Regions from separate parts of the Mus musculus genome. Here all the other regions are linked to region 1. Evidence: chromatin contacts called from public Hi-C and HiChIP or PLAC-seq data. All regions are on one chromosome and are shown on one strand. Each heading gives the region's core, a stretch centred on a gene start, on an enhancer-like site or on the middle of the called end of the contact. The rest is flanking DNA. Distances are from core to core; before and after follow the strand shown.

Region 1 (2,843 bases), core at 39-2,538:
TCTCTGTCTGTCTCAGGTAAGGAAATGTTTGAGACAGGGTCTTGTTATACAGCTCAAGCTAGCCTGAAATTGTAGGAATCCTCCTGCCTCAGCTTGCTCTGAAGTGTTGGGGTAAATAGTATTGGCCCAAAGAACTATTTTATTTATTTTATTATTATTATTATTATTATTATTTTTTTTAGTTTTTCGAGACAGGGTTTCTCTGTATAGCCCTGGCTGTCCTGGAACTCACTTTGTAGACCAGGCTGGCCTCGAACTCAGAGATCCACCTGCCTCTGCCTCCCGAGTGCTGGGATTAAAGGCGTGTGCCACCACGCCCGGCTCCTATTTATTTTTTATTATTTTTTAAGACAGGGCTCATGGAGCCCTGGCTGCCCTGGAACTCACAAGGTGGGCTTGAATTTACAGAGATCTGCCTGCCTCTGCCTCCCAAGGGCTTAGATTAAAGGCTTGTGTTACCACACCAGCATATTTGTTTTAATCATTTGTTTTTGTTTTGTTTTGTTTTGTTTTTGGACAGGTCTCACCTCAGTAAGCTGGGTCACAGGTTGATGCTGAATTTTCGATAATCCTCCTGCCTCAGCTTCCCAAGTGTTGGGATCACACTAGGACCTGGGGAACTCTTACCTTTTATTTATGAGACAGGTCTCTCTTTGTAGCCCTGGTTGTCCCAGAAGTCTCTATGTAGACCAGGCTGGTCTCAAATCAGAGATCCACCTGCCTCTGCCCTGAGTGCTTGGATTAAAGGTGTCGGCCACCACCACCTCCTGTGGCCCGATTTAACTTTTTCATGTTTTGAGATAAGGGCTCCTATAGCCCAGGCTGTATTCACTGTGTAGATCAGGCTGGCTTCCACCTACCTCAACCTACCCAGCACTGGTAATAGGTCTTGTACCCCAGAACAAACCATGTCTTACTTTTTGTTGTTTTAAGACAGGCTCTCTGGTAACCCAGGCTGGCCGAGAACTCTTGATCCTCTTGCCTCTGCACCCCAGTCATTAGATTACAGGACTGGGCCCCCATCCTACCTCTGTGGGACAGGTGTCACTCTACTGCCCAGTGTGGCCCCCAGCCGTGCCAACCCTCCCGACTCCAAAGAGGACATAGCACACTGTAGGCACTCCATAAATCCACCGTGAAGCCTGGGTGTCCAGGCTGCGAGTCTGTGGCCTTGGGACTGGGGGCGGGGGGCACTGAGGCAGGCCTCCAGCTGGGGTTCCGGGCCGTGGCGGGGGCGGGGCGCGCGGGGCCAAGGTCACGGGTGGGGCGTCCGGGCCTGCGCAGTGCCGGGCGCGGCAGGTGGAGCGGGAGCCCGGGCGGCACCGCGTCGCCATTACACAATAGCGCGGGCGGCGCGGGCGGGCGGCGGGCGGCGCAGGAGGCGGGACGCGGGGCCCCGGAGCTGTCGATCGGGGACAAAGCGCGGCCGCCCGGCGCCCCCCGAGCCGCCCGAGCCGGGGCGCAGCCCGCGCCCCCCGCGACTGACATGATGTTTCCGCAAAGCCGGCACTCGGTAAGGGGAACCCCGCGCACTGCACCCCAGAGCTCTCCCTGCACCCCCAGCTCAGCTCACTGCACCTCCGGCGCTCACCCTGCACCCCAGCTCATCTCACTGCACCCCTTCTAGGTCGGATCCCGTCTCTCTCCCCGCCCAGGGCCTGTCCCAGGGGCTCCCTACGCTTCCCCAGCTCCCACAGGCCTGTTCTGTCCCCCCAGCCCTGGGCTCTTCCCCAAGGTCCTTGCACCCCACAACCCAGACCCTACGCACCCCACCAGTCCAGCACTGCATCCTTCAGCCCGGATCCCTGAACTTTGATCCCTGCCCTGAGTCCCCTCACCGCCTCCCCCACACCTCGCCCAACCCGACTCCAAGGTCTTCTTCCACCCCCACCCCCCACCCCCGGGCTCCGGATCAGCCCGCACCCCACTGCAGCCGCATTCGGCCTGTCTTCCTGACCTGGGGCTCAGGCCCAGAGCTGCAGCACCCCAGTCACAAGCCCATCATCCCCTCACCCCAGACGCGCATGTCCTCCAGCCCTAGATCTTGCATCCCCACCTCGGTGCACCCCCCCCCCCCCAGGCCCAGCTCTCTAAGAGCTTCAGACTGGCCTGCCACCAAGTCCAAGGCCCTGCACCCACCATCACCTCGGCCCTGCACTTCTTTCCACCTCAGATCTGCCCTGGCCCCAAGTCTGGTGCCCTCTACCCCCCAATACAGTTCCCGCACCCCCTGTCTCTCTCTCCAGCCCTGTCGGGCCTGGCGTCACCATCCGGGCCCAGCGCCACCCCCAGCCTGGCTCCGCGTCCCTCCTCCAGCTGCAGGCCCCGCACCCCAGCGGCCTTCCTCCTCCCAGCCCCCATCCTGCACCCTCAGCACTAGGGTTGGGGAGACCCTGTGCCCGTATAATGTCCAGTGCTCCCTTGTCCGGAGCCGGATACCCCGCAGTCTTCCCACCCCCCGCCCCCCCAGCACTAGGCTCCGTCCCTCTCATGTCCAAGCCCATCTGTCGTCTCCCACACCAGCTCCCAGTGGCCTTGCTCCCCACACCCTGCCCCTAGCCTTGCTCCCCAGATCCGAGATCTTACACCCTAACTCCTGACCCAGTGCCCTCAGATGCCGGCCCTGTACATATCCCACCCCCCTCGCTCCCCAGCCCCCCAGCTTCCAGCTCTCCCTAACTCCCAGGCCATGATTTCTCTGTGGCTTTGGCTGGGGCCTGGGCAGCTTTGGGGGGGTCCCTTCCTGAAGAGCACACCCGTGAGGAAACAGGTGTGATGGGGGTACTCCCAGGAAATGTAGGGTGGTAAGTTAGGTGCCTCTTCCATGCCGGCTTTGAAGGGAG
Region 2 (2,862 bases), core at 184-2,683, 1.1 Mb after region 1:
AGTGGCATTTGCTGAGGCACACAATAAGAGATGAATTAGGATGAGACCTGGGGTTCAGCCTAAAGAACTATGAGAATACAGTTGTCTCTTTTGCTGTCCTAATGAGTGAGTTATGCTGGACACCTAAAACAAAGCATCTTAGCTGTTCTCCCTAAGGCAGCACTGAGTGCCAACTTTGGGCAGCCACCACGGTCTCCTTTCCTCTGCTCTCTCCCCAAACCTTTCAGTTATAACAGTGGTGGCTGGAATAATTGCAAAAGACAAGGTAGGTAATGGACATAAATCCCTTAAATAATAGGAAAGCATTCAGCATCCTATAGCAGCCAGCCACCTTGGCCTCTACGCCTATCAGTAAAGATTCTCTACTAACCAGTCTGAGGTGGCCTAGGACCCTTAGTACCGCTCATTTTAGAGACTGGTTTTGTTTTGCTTTCTCCCCAACTACAGGTAGCTGCTGGTAACAACCCTTGCACATCTCCAATAGTAATGAGATGAATCAAGTCAACCTCACAGGATCAAATTCTAGGCATTATTTCCTCGGTAAAGTGCGGCAGGCAACTACTCCTGCAGAAACGAGACACAAAACTGCATTTCCATTGAAAGTTCGTGACACTTTCTGTTTCACTAAGATATGCATATATCTATCTATAAGCATATAGATAGATATAGATTTAGATATAGATATAGATATCCCACTCCCGCGATACAGTTTCTCTGTGTAGCCCCGGATGCCCTGGAACTCGCTCTGTAGACCAGGCTGGCTCACCACAACTATTAGACACACTCTTGAGTGTTAAGAGCGAGCTAGGTATCCAAACACTGGGGACAATCTAAAAGTCAAGAGGGACTGAGCAAAGTGGACTGAACGCGAGGGTCTCACCCCGAGGATGGGCACGCGCCCTACAGCACTCACCAGGTCAGGCCGATAGTACCAATGCACCACCTGGGCCCCGGCGCACATGGCCAGGAGGCTGGAGGAAAGCATTTTCAAGTAGGCGGACCAGGGTACGCCCCCGGGCATGGTGGAGAGCTGGCGGGGACGGAAAGGGCACAGCGTTAGAGGGCTGGGTAGCCTTCAGATGGCCTGACCGCTGACCCTGGGTGGCTGAGTCGCAACACCACCTCGGGTGCCCCCGCAACTTCCTCCCCCGCGACCAGCGAGCGGGGCACCTGCTAGCTGCAGCCTGCGCCCGCCGAGCAGGGGAAGGAGGGCTCGGCGGTTCCTCGCTCCCTCAGCCACTCAGGGAGACGCTGGAGCCCCTCGTTCCTTCCCACGACTATGCGCGCACGAGACTGTACCGCGGAGTGCACGCGCGCAGGGAGACAGGTCACAGGGTCGCTTTAGAACCAGGACGGACCTCCAGCGGGCAGGAACCAAAGTACAGGGTCCGACGCAGCGACGGAGCGGAAAGCGGAGGCAATACTCGCGCAGGCGCACTCGATTGTTTCTGACGGACTTGGGGCTGGAATTGGGCGGGGGGGGGGGGGGGGAATTGACCGTTTCCACCCCTTAGCCAGCCTGGAATCCTAGCTCCTGGTTGGTCACTGTCCCAATCCTGCGTTTGCCATTCCTGGCAACTGTGATGTTTACAGCATCCTTTGATCTTTCGCACAAAGGAAACTGCACGTGTCCCACGTGGTTAGGAAGAGGCGGGGTTTCGCAGCACAGCACTTGCAAGGGCAAAGGGCAGGTCACACTACAGCTCCTCTTCTTAACCTGCAAATCGGACACCTTTGGAAGGACTCACTGACCGCTTTCTGGGAGTCGTCTATCACATCTCCTGTATATCAGATATTTACAAGTCACAGCAAAATCACTGTTATAAAATAGCAACAAAGTAAATTGTATTGTTGAGGCTCACCACAGCCTAAGGGTATTAAATAAAAAATCCTGAGGGTGTTGCAGGGTGGAAGCATTAGGAAGGTTGAGAACCACTGCTCTAGAGAGAGCAGCTCAAAGCTTTATTCTCCTGGTTCCTGCGGTTCTTTGAAACTTTACACAGAGCCACACCCAGGTACAGTACCTTTGGGTCATGGTTTTACTGGAAAAGAGACCTCCAATCACCTTACTTAATCTGAGAGTGTTTTTGATTGTGGGTTCATGCTTTGATTGTGGGTTCATTTTTGTTAAGTAAACTGCAAGAATTTTGAAGCATTAAGGTAGCATTGTGTAACAGGAATCGTGATAACTTTTTTTTTTAACTCTGGGCACAAAATTGCTCAGGATTGGGGGTGGAGGGCATTTGTCATTAAACCTGACTACACAATTTTGCTCCCCCAGCCCCACATGATGGAAGCAGAGATAGCTCTGTAAATTCTTTTCTTACACACACACAGGCACACACACATGCTTTTTTTTAACTTCATGATAATAAAAAAAATTAGTTTTAACTAAATGGTATTAAGTTTGACATATAATAATCTCACAGAAAGTATACATCTGGAAGACTATACCCACAACTAAGGCAATCAACATTATGCCCAAGTTTTCTGTGACTGTTCATGTGTGGGCACATATGCGATTTAGAGGTCAAAGGACAACTTCAGGAGCATTGAATCTCAGGCACTGTCCTTTCCTCTCTTTTTCCTTTTATTCCTCTTCCAAACTGGGTGTCTCATTGACCTGGAGCTCCCAAAATAGGATAGGTTAGCTGCCCAGTGAACCCAAGAGATCGGCTTGTCTCTGCTTCACTAGAGCTTAGCCCAATTGGCGACTTCCAGGTACCTGTCTCAGAACTAAACATGTAAATTAAACATGGTGGTTTAAATAGGTATGAGAAATGGCTCAACTTTTAAGAGTGGGTAGGGCTTTTGCAGAGGACTAGAAGGACACTGGCAACACTCAGGAAACTCACAGCCATT
Region 3 (2,916 bases), core at 401-2,900, 1.2 Mb before region 1:
GCATGTAGCCCTACTGGGAAAAACCCTACCTACTGCAGACCTATTAGAAGCAACAACCCCATCCCTCTTTGCAGTCTGAAAGGAACCCAAGTTAGCCCTGGCTTCCAACCTTACTGCCAAAACCCACGACTCCTTAAGACCAAAGGGCCAGGCAGTTCAACTCACAATGCACCACCCAATTCCGGGTGCAGTGGAGTAGGGACAACTACAGTCGGCTAAAAAGGTAGATGCTCCAGCCGTAGGGCAGCATGCATGCGGCCCAGGATTCTATTCACACCACTGGGGATAGAACTGGGGAAGAACAGCAGGTGTAGGTTGCCTGGCTATTATTCAGATAGACAGCTTTCACTGCCCTGATTAAAAGGTTGCAAATATGGTCTATGTAGACGCTGCCTCAAAAAAAAAAAAAAAAAAAAAAAAAAAAGGCTGGAGAGTTGGCTAAGAGGTCATGAGTTCAATTGCTAGCAACCACATGGTGGCTCACAACCTTCTATTGGGTGATCTGATGCTCTCTCTTCAAGCAGGCAGAGCACTCATGCATTAAATAAATAAAAAATTTAAAATATTTTTTAAAGAGCAGACTTATTCATAAAAAAGTCTTGCACACAAAAACCACATTCACATTAGTCAGAAGCCACTGTGATGTTACATTTGGGGCCACCGCTCAAGAAGAGCAAGGGCTTTGGAAACGCCATAAAAATGGGGGACATTTTGCTGAACAAGAAGCCAAACCCAAATTTATGCAGGTGAGGGGATCAGGCCACCTGGGGCAGTTCCCTTGCTTCCCGAAACCATGATAAAGTCCCCGCGAGGGTCAAAGGGTCAGCCCATCCCCCTCCCACCCCCGCTTCCCAGCGGCGTCTGGCCAAGGCCCGGGCGCCCCTCGCACGGCGCGCACGGTCCCCGATTCCTTGGAGGACAAAAGCCCGCGCCACAGGCGGGCTAAAAGCCACGAGGCTGAAGCCTTGGCTGCAGGCGTGGCGCACGCGCACTCACAGCAGCGCTGGGTGGCGCGGATCAGCAAAAGGCAAGGCACTGGGTTCAACGCATGCGCGCTGAGGCGAGCCATGGCCGGCGCGTGCGCACTGACCACAGCTGGCACGTAGGACGCACGCTCGGACGCACGCTCGGACGCACGTCGCCCGGCCCAGACCGCGGCCCGCAGTCGGGGCGCCCAGGCCGCCGCAGAGGCCGCTGGGAGGCGCCCGTTGGGGCCCTGCGCGGCCGGCGCGCTCATTCACCTATAGTAAAAGACATCCCTGTGGCCGGCCGACAGCCCCGACCTCCTGGGCACTTCTTCCCTTTCCCAGCCCTGCGGGAGCGCCGGGCACTCCCACCTCTTCCGCTCCATTGCGCCCCGGCTTTTCCGCCCGCCGTGGCCGATGCCGCCGCCGCCGCCGCTTCTGCAAGTTGCGACCCCCGGGCTCGTCGCCGATTCGGCTCCCTCCGCCGCCGCCACTCGCCGCAGCTGTTCTGTCCCACGGGCCTCCGCCCTCCGCCCCCAGCCGGGCGCGCGCCGGCTTCGCCACCCGCTCGGCCCCCTCCCCGCGCTTCACAGCCCCCGCTAGGGGGGCCGCTCCGCCCACCCGCCCGCGCGTGGGGCTCGTCTGCGCAGGCGTGGAGTCGGCCCCGCCCCTTCGCGCTCGCAGGACCAGTCTGACTGCCGTCCAGACTCTCTGCGCAGCCGCGGCCCCGACCCAGCCTTCGCTTGCCTTCAAGACCCGCCCCAAGGCTGTGAAGCCAATCAGATCACTTCAGCTCCTCGGCTTAAAATGCACAGTTGGCTACGTCCCGCCTTGCGGGAGACGCCCACAGGGCATGGAGACCAATCAGCGCTCAGAACCTCGTTCTGTGCTTAACTTCTCATATAAATCTGCTCTGAGACAAGGACAGCCAATCAGCGTGGCCGGGGTGGGACAACCATTGCGTTTGCGCTCTAGACTCCGGAAGCACAGTGTGTGCTGCACCTGGTCTGTACCAAGCTGGAGCAGTTTCGCCCGAGCTGCCGTCCTGGTCCTGGGGTCGCGCTGGGCTGCACCTGCGCAGTGTGCGTTTGTCAGGGACCCGCCTGGGCTTTGTGAAAAAGATCGAGTACAACTCGGGGCCTTCGACGCAGTCCTGCTTCCCTCTGCGTTTCGTTCTGGCCTCTCGGCTGTTCCAGCCCCAGCCTCTATTGCGTTACTGCGAGGACAGAAATGCACCACCACTCCCGGCTTCACCAAGAACTATTTAAGAAGTTTGTTCTTTGCAGCAGTACTGAAAATAGAAAGCAGAACCTTACACGTGGTAGACTTTCTGCCGTTAGGCTGCACCCCAGCCTGAGTTTGATGGCTCACGAACCTATTTAGAACATTCCTGGCCAGCCTGGGCCACACAGCAATACCCTAAAATCAGGCCAGGAATAGTGGCACGTGCTTGCCATCTCAGCACTGGGATAGTGGAGGAAGGAGGATCAAGCACTTCAAGACCAGCTTGGAGTTTACTAGATCCAGCATCAGAAGGAAGAACAAAACCAAAAACTGGTTTCTAAGTTAGTGAATGGAGTCACTCGCACTATCGCCCCTTGTCTACCGCAGCCCTGAGGACAGGGAGCTGGGGGGTCACTTACTCCTGCTTGGTACTGTCGGCTGCTTTGCCACTCAGGCCCAGCCAGACTTACCCAGGGAACATGCCTGAAGGCCAACTACCTTCTCACCCAGGCTTCCATTATACAGTACCTGGAAGACCTCTCTTTGAAAGGGGACCCTCCCTGACAAGGAGAGCTGCCAAGGGATCATGAGGTGAAATCACAACACATTTAAAGATCTTTGTCTTGCCTGCAATTTTTGGAGCTCAGGAACTGTATTTTATGAGCTAGGATTTGGGTCCCCAGATCAGGAGGAGAGATCAGATCACAGTGAAGAAGGTCAGGGGGAC

The links. Hi-C and Micro-C count contacts between places; a contact is called where the count stands out from the background. HiChIP or PLAC-seq counts read pairs in DNA pulled down with a chosen protein or histone mark.
Region 2: a contact with region 1 is called in an H3K4me3 HiChIP or PLAC-seq map of embryonic limb bud, with 5 times the contacts expected there. The contact joins the promoter of 1190007I07Rik here to the promoter of Tle5 in region 1. A contact is called at or near these places in 2 of 39 promoter capture datasets (cranial neural crest and pre-B cells), 2 of 484 Hi-C or Micro-C datasets (both in B cells) and 3 of 115 datasets of contacts at active chromatin or transcription factors (astrocytes, embryonic limb bud and embryonic stem cells).
Region 3: a contact with region 1 is called in a Hi-C map of CD8 T cells, with 6 times the contacts expected there. The contact joins the promoter of Mbd3 here to the promoter of Tle5 in region 1.

The regions. Positions count from the first base shown.
Region 1 is chr10:81,558,156-81,560,998 of GRCm38.p6, forward strand. Tle5 (TLE family member 5, transcriptional modulator) reads left to right here and starts at 1,289. Exons shown (of 7, transcript NM_010347.4): 1 at 1,289-1,513. The coding sequence starts at 1,487.
Region 2 is chr10:82,621,795-82,624,656 of GRCm38.p6, forward strand. 1190007I07Rik (RIKEN cDNA 1190007I07 gene) reads right to left here and starts at 1,434. Exons shown (of 3, transcript NM_001135567.1): 1 at 1,171-1,434; 2 at 914-1,030. The coding sequence starts at 1,021.
Region 3 is chr10:80,397,881-80,400,796 of GRCm38.p6, forward strand. It overlaps Mbd3 (methyl-CpG binding domain protein 3), which reads right to left and starts at 1,651. Exons shown (of 7, transcript NM_001306143.1): 1 at 1,338-1,651. The coding sequence starts at 1,351.